Regions from separate parts of the Mus musculus genome. Here region 2 is linked to region 1. The links are chromatin contacts, called in public promoter capture Hi-C maps. All regions are on one chromosome and are shown on one strand. The core of a region is the stretch at or near the end of the contact, and the rest is flanking DNA. Distances in the headings are between cores, read along the strand shown.

Region 1 (3,684 bases), core at 865-3,364:
AGCCATGGGAGAGGATGCAGGCTTTCCAGTCAGAGGACTGAAGACAGCACCAGAGCCTGGAAAAGGGGCAGCAGCTTGCCAAGCAGAGGAGACCTGCCTTGCTATGGCCTCCTGAGCAGTAGGACAGGGCTGTAGGCCTCACACCCACCTGACTCGAGAATTACAGGGCCTGTCCACTGTTAAGGCTGTAGCAGCAGGTGGGGGCACCAGTGACCTCGGTTATTGTGTCTGTAGCCTGGGCAGTGTCCAGAGGCACACAGCTAGAGAAACATGTGTCCAAATACTACATGCATGCACACATATATGTTTATGTGCACACATATGCATGTATATGTGTTCGCAGATGCACATGCCCCAAGCACATACATATATACATACATACATACATACATACATAAACACACTGGTATATTTTGAAATCTTGGCCTTCCTTAAAGTTAAAACAGATATGTCTTCCAAGGTCTCCCGGGTGGGTGGGACCCCAGCAGTAGGGACTGGGAAGCCTGGTAGCTGGGGTATTCCTCCACTCACAGTTAGTTTCTCAGACCCTTCCTGGATGTTTTCTGAGGAGCAAGAGATCCTGGGTCCACAGGCCCAGAATGATACTGCGGAAATGTGATCAGAATTCCAGAGCTGGGGTGCAGGGCAGGGTGGGGGCCTCTCAACCCAGATTCTATTCACATTTGCATCCCCTTCGGGCTCACTCACTGTCACATGCCACACTGCACAGTCCCAGGAAGATCAGCTTTGCCCTGCAGCACACTGCAGCTCAGGGCCATTCACAAGTGAGTGGTTCAGCATAGGCCTTGGGACCTGCCCAAGGCCAGGAGTTTCCCAGGAAGCATCCTGGAAGCCTGCGCCCAGCCTTGCTTTGCATGATAAAGGTGTTCCCAGGAGTGAAACTGGAACTTCTGAGTGGCAGCTAGACCTACTGGGGGTGGGAGCTGTGGAAGGGCTCTTTCTGACAGGGTCTCTTTCCGTGAAGTACCCCCGCCTGTTGAGAAGCCCACAGATCAATGGTCAGTGATCCAGTTCATCTAAAGTGGAGTCAGTGATCTTCTCTCTCTCAGGACCTGGGGCTGTGAGCTCACATCGTGTACGTGTGTGCGTGGAGACCAGAGGTCGGCTTCAGGTGCTGTCCGCTTTGTTATGGAGACAGGTTACCCTGGAGCTCACCGAGTAAATTAAGCTGCCTGGCCAGCTAGCCCCAGGGATCTGCCTGGCTCTTGCTTCCCCAGCACTGGGTTCAAATACACGCCACACCTTGCCTTTTTACTCAATGCTGGGGCATTGAACCCTCATGCTGAGCTGAACATCTTAACATAAGCTCTTCCAGCTGTGTGGCCTCTGGCAGATTCCTGATCTGTGAAGCTTGGGTTCATGTTAGATGTGGCATTTTGTCAGATGATCTTAAAGGTGCCCCTCCGTCTCTAGAGACCTAAATAGCTCCTTCGGTCCCCACTACGTTCCAGTGTGCTCATCCCCAGGCTGGATGATGGCCCAGTAGGAAGCCACCAAGGTTGATGACTTCGAGCTCTGTGTTATGACAGAAGCCCGCTGGACATCTACTCCAGGCCGCAGCACCTTAGAGTGTCAGACTTATGTACTGGGGGGTAGGGGGAGGCTTAACCTGAATTTTCCCCTAAACAGGTGTCAGCTATGGCCCGGGCCCTAACCTTCCGGGACAGAAGCCAGAGGAAGAGGTTTAGTTGCTTTTGGTGGCCCAGGGACTGGGAGGAGCGAAGGATGGATAGAGCTGCGACTGGAAGCCACACGGTGGAATGGTGGCAGCCGTTTCCGAAGTTGCGCTGAAGCCAGGCTTTCCGCCCAGCGGCGTGCCAGCTGTAGAACTGGCCAAGGAGCGTGTTGTGGGGGGAGAGGGTTGGTGACCGGGGAGAGAGTTTCCCACCAGGCCGGCGTGGCTAGGTGGATCACATGAAACCAACACCTAGGAAAAGCCGTGCTAAAAATAGCCGGGGCGGGGCGGGGGGGGGGGGGGGCGCAAGCGTGTAACCCAAGCCGGGGCGCTGCTGTGCGTCCGGCCTCCGCGCGAGCGCTGCCCGCGGACCGGCCCGGGAGGCGGCCCTCTGCTCGCACCCCGCCCCAGGCGCAGCGCGGCGGCTCGGTGCCCGGCGGACGGGCGGGCGGGCGGCCGGGGCGCTGCGGGCGGGGATGAGCGCTGGGGCTACGCGGTCCGGGCGCGGGCGCCCCGCGCGTCCCGGGAACTGGAGCTACGCGCGGCCGGGGCGGAGGTGAGTGCGCGTCGCTGGGGTGATCAGGGACGGGTGCGGTCACCGCGCTGCCCTCCAGGCGCACGGCTGGCCTCGGGTTCCGACACACGGTGAGACGAGCTGCAGGCGCCGAGTACCGAACTCGGGGCTGCCTGGCCCAGCCCCTGAGAGAGCTGTTGGGGATGTCGCCCGCGAGTTGCGAAGCACAGAGCAAGCATCACCAGAGCCCAGGGGAGTCGGAGCCACGGGGCTGCGGGAGGTGAAGCGGTAACTCATTCATTGCGACTTGGAACCGTTCGTATGCTACTCCACCGCCGCCCGCTCGGGACCCCCTAAGGTCTGATTCCGCGGGCGGGATGGGGTCCGGCTAGCGGACTTGAGGGTCACCACGCTCTTGCTTCCGCCAGGAGGCCCATCGCGCCCCCACCCACCCTGTGCTTTGGGGCAGCTCCGCTGGAGGAGTCCACGGAGTTAAGCTAAGCCGACCGCGGAGACACTGCGCCCCTCGTGGCGATGGTGGGAAGGGGAGGGTATCGTAGCGGGATTCAATCGGACTTCCAGTGGCGGCCTGGACCCTGTCCTGCACCCGAGACCCCAGGGTAGAAGCAGGGATGTGCATAGCAGACAGGAAAGCGGAACAGCCGGGCTGCTGAGTGGGGCTCGGGCTCCAGCTGAGACAGTTGATGGCTTTTCTTCGGGCTCCTCTGAGCCGGCTGTGTGGGGACTGTGCCACGTGTTACTACTGCATTTAATCTTCCTAGTGAAATGGGTGGAACCCCGTGCTCTAGATGAAGAGGGTCAGAGTGGCCTGTGTTGCACAGCTGGAAAGCAGCAGAGGTGCTGACAGTCCAGAGCCACACTGCCAGTTGACTCTGGTCCAGTTCCCCCTGTTAGAGGGACAAAGGTGTGTCGAGGCCTCTGTGTCCTGCACTGTCCCAACCGTCTTTACTCAGCCAACACCCAAGTCCGGAAAATAACAGACAAGCGGGCAAAATGCTTGGGCATATTGACGGGGCCAGTCGGGGAGAGCAGCAGCTGGCCAGCAGTCCCTTCAGGATGGCATAAGCTTGCCTGGCAGGTCCCTTTTGCCATAAGCTTGGCCTGGCAGGTCCCAAACAACTGGGCAGAGCCAACAGAGTGTGTCTTCCTTATTGTGAATGGGAGAAGGCAGCAGAGGACGGCACAGGGTTTCTTCAGTCTGGGAGATAAGGTGAGACAAAGCAAGTGGACTCCAGGCTGTCAGTATCCCAGGGCATTGTAGAGGCCGTGGGAGAGCCAAAGAGAGCTCTGAAGTCATGAGCTTACAGTGTCAGTGATTTAGTCTCCACAAGACCCCACCCTCCACCGACCCAGGTCAGTGGCTGCTTGTATGCCCCCAGCGATGGCCTCTCACTCCTTCACAGCAGCCTGAGCCTTCTGTCCTGCCGCTACTGGAGGATCCGTTTCAGCCCAA
Region 2 (3,441 bases), core at 25-2,524, 2.6 Mb after region 1:
AGAGCATTTACTGTAACAATTTGGCACGGACACATATATATATTGTTATAGTATTTTCCAGACTGGACAGGTGGAAGCAAGCTGCAGGACCCCGGAAGTCCTGTAAAGATATGGGCTTCACTGGGGTGCTTTGCAATGGCTTTCCTGGTGACCTCCCTTCCACCAGAGGTTCTATCCCTTAGGCACAGAGCCAGGCCAAGGCAGCTGCCTCATTAGTCTGTGGCTTCATTTCTCTCCTCCTGCTATCTTTCCAAATGCTGACAGTGGCTGGGGCCCTGCATTCCTTCAGCAGGAGTCTGCGCCACGGTTGCTGTTTTTTTTTTTTTGTTTGTTTCAGTTCAGCAGAGTCTTACTATGTAACACCCAGACTAGCTTGGAAATTACTATGTAGCCCAAGCTGGCCTTGAACTCATAGCAATCCTTCTGCCTAGGCCTCCCAAGTGCTAGAATTACAAGCACGAGCCAGCACGCTGACTGACACATCCTTTCTAAATCGACAATTTCCTTGTCTGTTCCAAGCCAGCTTGAATCGCACAGGAAGAGAGGGCCGCGTGGTGCGCATTTCGCTCCACGCGCTCTTCCCTTCCAGGGCTCGCCCTTAGCTCTATGCCCAGCGCGTACTTCCTTTCTCTGGGCAGCCGGCACTACCCAGCGCAGAACAGCGGGCAGACGGCAGCCAGGCGCGCGGGCGGCGACGTTGCAGGAAGCTCCCATTCATAAAGAGAACACCTGCTCGCTGCCTCCCGCCTCTCCGCACTCGCGAGCAGCCTGGGGAGGTTGTATTTGGCAACCTTCACCGTGTCCTCGCCAAGTCCTCCGGCCCTCATCTTCCACGACTAGCCCCAGTAGAACCAAGGAGACAAAAAAAAAAAAAAAAAAAGGCTTGTAAAAAGATGCATAAATCAAACCTCGCCCTTTGGCGCGAGGCTGTCCGACATTTTGTGCCTTGAAAGCTTTTTGCGGGGAGGAAATAGATTTAGGAACCGACTGTCGCGCTGTGTTGCGAGGCCTTTTTCAAGCGACTGGCCTTTTAGGGACCGCTGTTTACGCTTTCATGGTGGCGAGGAGTGGGCAGGGCGGGAGCTGGCCAGGGTTGCTCTGGCAAGCTGGGCGGGGCGCCGTGCTAATTCACCGTGCAGTCTCCATCCGTAACGGAGCAGTTCTCCACAATGATCCTCCCCACGAAGCCCTCCGACCCGCCCCTGACTGCCAGCCGCGAGAGGCGAGCCCTCATTCGCTGAGCTGACGCCTGGCTCCCCGCCCCCCGCCCCGTTACTCTCGCTCTGGAAATTACAACTCCTGGGCGCGCGGCACGGCGGGCGGGCGGGCGCGGGAGGCGGTGGGGCCGGGAGGGGGATTCCCGAGCCAGCGGGTGCTCGCCCCCCACCCGCCGCTGCAGCGTGGCGCGGCCAAGGTCAGGGGCGCTGCAGGAACCGGAGCCGGCGAGGCCAGCCTGGGACGCTGCTCAATACCGGCCTACGAGGAGGCAGCTCAGAGAGCAGCGGCCCGAGCAGCGGTACGGCGACGGTCTCCGGGCCGGGGGATGCCGAGGTGGCCGCGGCTGCACAGCAGCCTGGCGGAGGATGCGCGCGGGAGGGGGGACGGGCGCGGACTCCGGGCCCATCCTCTCGCGGGCGCTGTCCGCCGTCTGGTGGTGCTGAACCAGCCCTGGCCCCGCCACTCGGGCACTGGCCAAGAGCTGGGTAGGGGCGGGGCGCTCGCAGAAAGAAGACTCGGGGCAGCGGCGCTGCGGAGTCGGGCTCAGTAGCCTTGCTGGCTCACAGCAGCGGGTCACTGGTCCTTCGTGGAGTGGAGGCACGAGGTACCCCGGACGGCGCTACTGCTGCCTATTCAACACCTGGACAACCTCGGAGGCCACCGCGAGGGCTCCCCGCCACCTTCAGACGGCTGCCTCCGGTGAGGGAGCCTCGCCTTCAGGAGGTGAGGACCCCTCCTTTCTCTGGCGGCCAAGCGTCTTAGGGCGGTGGCCTGAGGACAGAGAGGGGGCGTGCCACCCTCGGGTGAAGACAGCATGCCCGTGAAATACCCCCGCCTCCTGACTCAAGAGCGCTGACATCGCCAGCCCAGCTGCGCTTGTCTTCGGAGCCTTGACCATTCTTGGCTGGTCCCGAGCGGCTCTGGCCGCGGGCGCGGCGATGGAGGAGGAGCTGAAGTGCCCAGTGTGCGGATCCCTGTTCCGGGAACCCATCATCCTGCCCTGCTCTCACAATGTCTGCTTGCCGTGCGCCCGCACTATCGCGGTTCAGACCCCGGACGGCGAGCAGCACCTGCCCCCGCCGCTCCTTCTTTCGCGAGGTGCCGCCGCCGCCGCAACCCCTCCGGATCAGGACGCAGCCGCCGGCGCGACCAGCGGAGGCGCGGGAGCTAACACAGCCGGAGGCCTAGGCGGCGGGGCGACCGGTGGCGGAGACCACGCGGACAAGCTGAGCTTGTACAGCGAGACTGACAGCGGCTATGGCTCCTACACCCCCAGCCTCAAGTCCCCCAATGGAGTCCGCGTGCTGCCCATGGTGCCTGCGCCCCCGGGCTCTTCGGCCGCCGCGGCCCGAGGCGCCGCCTGCTCCTCGCTCTGCTCGTCCTCCAGCTCCATCACCTGCCCGCAGTGCCACCGCAGCGCCTCCTTGGATCACCGCGGCCTGCGAGGCTTCCAGCGCAACCGGCTACTGGAGGGCATTGTGCAGCGGTACCAGCAGGGCCGTGGGGTTGTTCCGGGGGCGGCTGCAGCCCCGGCGGTGGCCATCTGCCAGCTGTGCGACCGCACCCCACCGGAGCCGGCAGCCACTCTCTGCGAGCAATGCGACGTGCTCTATTGCGCCACCTGCCAGCTCAAGTGCCACCCGTCCCGGGGCCCCTTCGCTAAGCATCGGCTAGTTCAGCCACCGCCGCCGCCCACACCCCCAGAGGCTACCCCTGCTGTTACAGGCACTTCCACTGCCTCCAGCGCAGGAGGATGCAGGAGCCCAGGGGGTGCCGGGGCCAGCGCGCCGCGAAAGTTCCCCACATGTCCCGAGCACGAGATGGAGAACTACAGCATGTACTGCGTGAGCTGTCGGAGCCCTGTGTGCTACATGTGCCTGGAGGAAGGCAGGCACAGCAAGCACGAGGTGAAGCCGCTGGGGGCAACGTGGAAGCAGCACAAGGTGAGCGTCGGCTGTGCGGAACGCCAGCCAGGGTGGAAGAAAAGAGATTCTCTGAACCCCTTCTTGGTGGGCTTGAGGGCCAAACAGGAATCACTCCATCCATCCATCCATCCATCCATCCATCCAATCCATTCGTCCGTCCGTCCGTCCACACACACACACACACACACACACACACATCCGTCCTTCCATCTACCCACATGTTCATCATTCCATCGATCTATGTATGCATGCATCCATCTATCCATACACTGGGCATGGGTATCCACCCATGCTTCCA

The links. Promoter capture Hi-C pulls out the DNA fragments that hold promoters and counts their contacts.
Region 2: a contact with region 1 is called in a promoter capture Hi-C map of liver, with 3 times the contacts expected there. The contact joins the promoter of Trim67 here to the promoter of Zfp469 in region 1. A contact is called at or near these places in 2 of 39 promoter capture datasets (both in liver).

What each region holds. Positions count from the first base shown.
Region 1 is chr8:122,228,160-122,231,843 of GRCm38.p6, forward strand. It overlaps Zfp469 (zinc finger protein 469), which reads left to right and starts at 2,115. Exons shown (of 3, transcript NM_001362883.1): 1 at 2,115-2,252.
Region 2 is chr8:124,791,745-124,795,185 of GRCm38.p6, forward strand. It overlaps Trim67 (tripartite motif-containing 67), which reads left to right and starts at 1,275. Exons shown (of 10, transcript NM_198632.2): 1 at 1,275-3,161. The coding sequence starts at 2,157. It overlaps Gm46059 (a long non-coding RNA gene), which reads right to left and starts at 643. Exons shown (of 3, transcript XR_001778718.2): 1 at 1-643.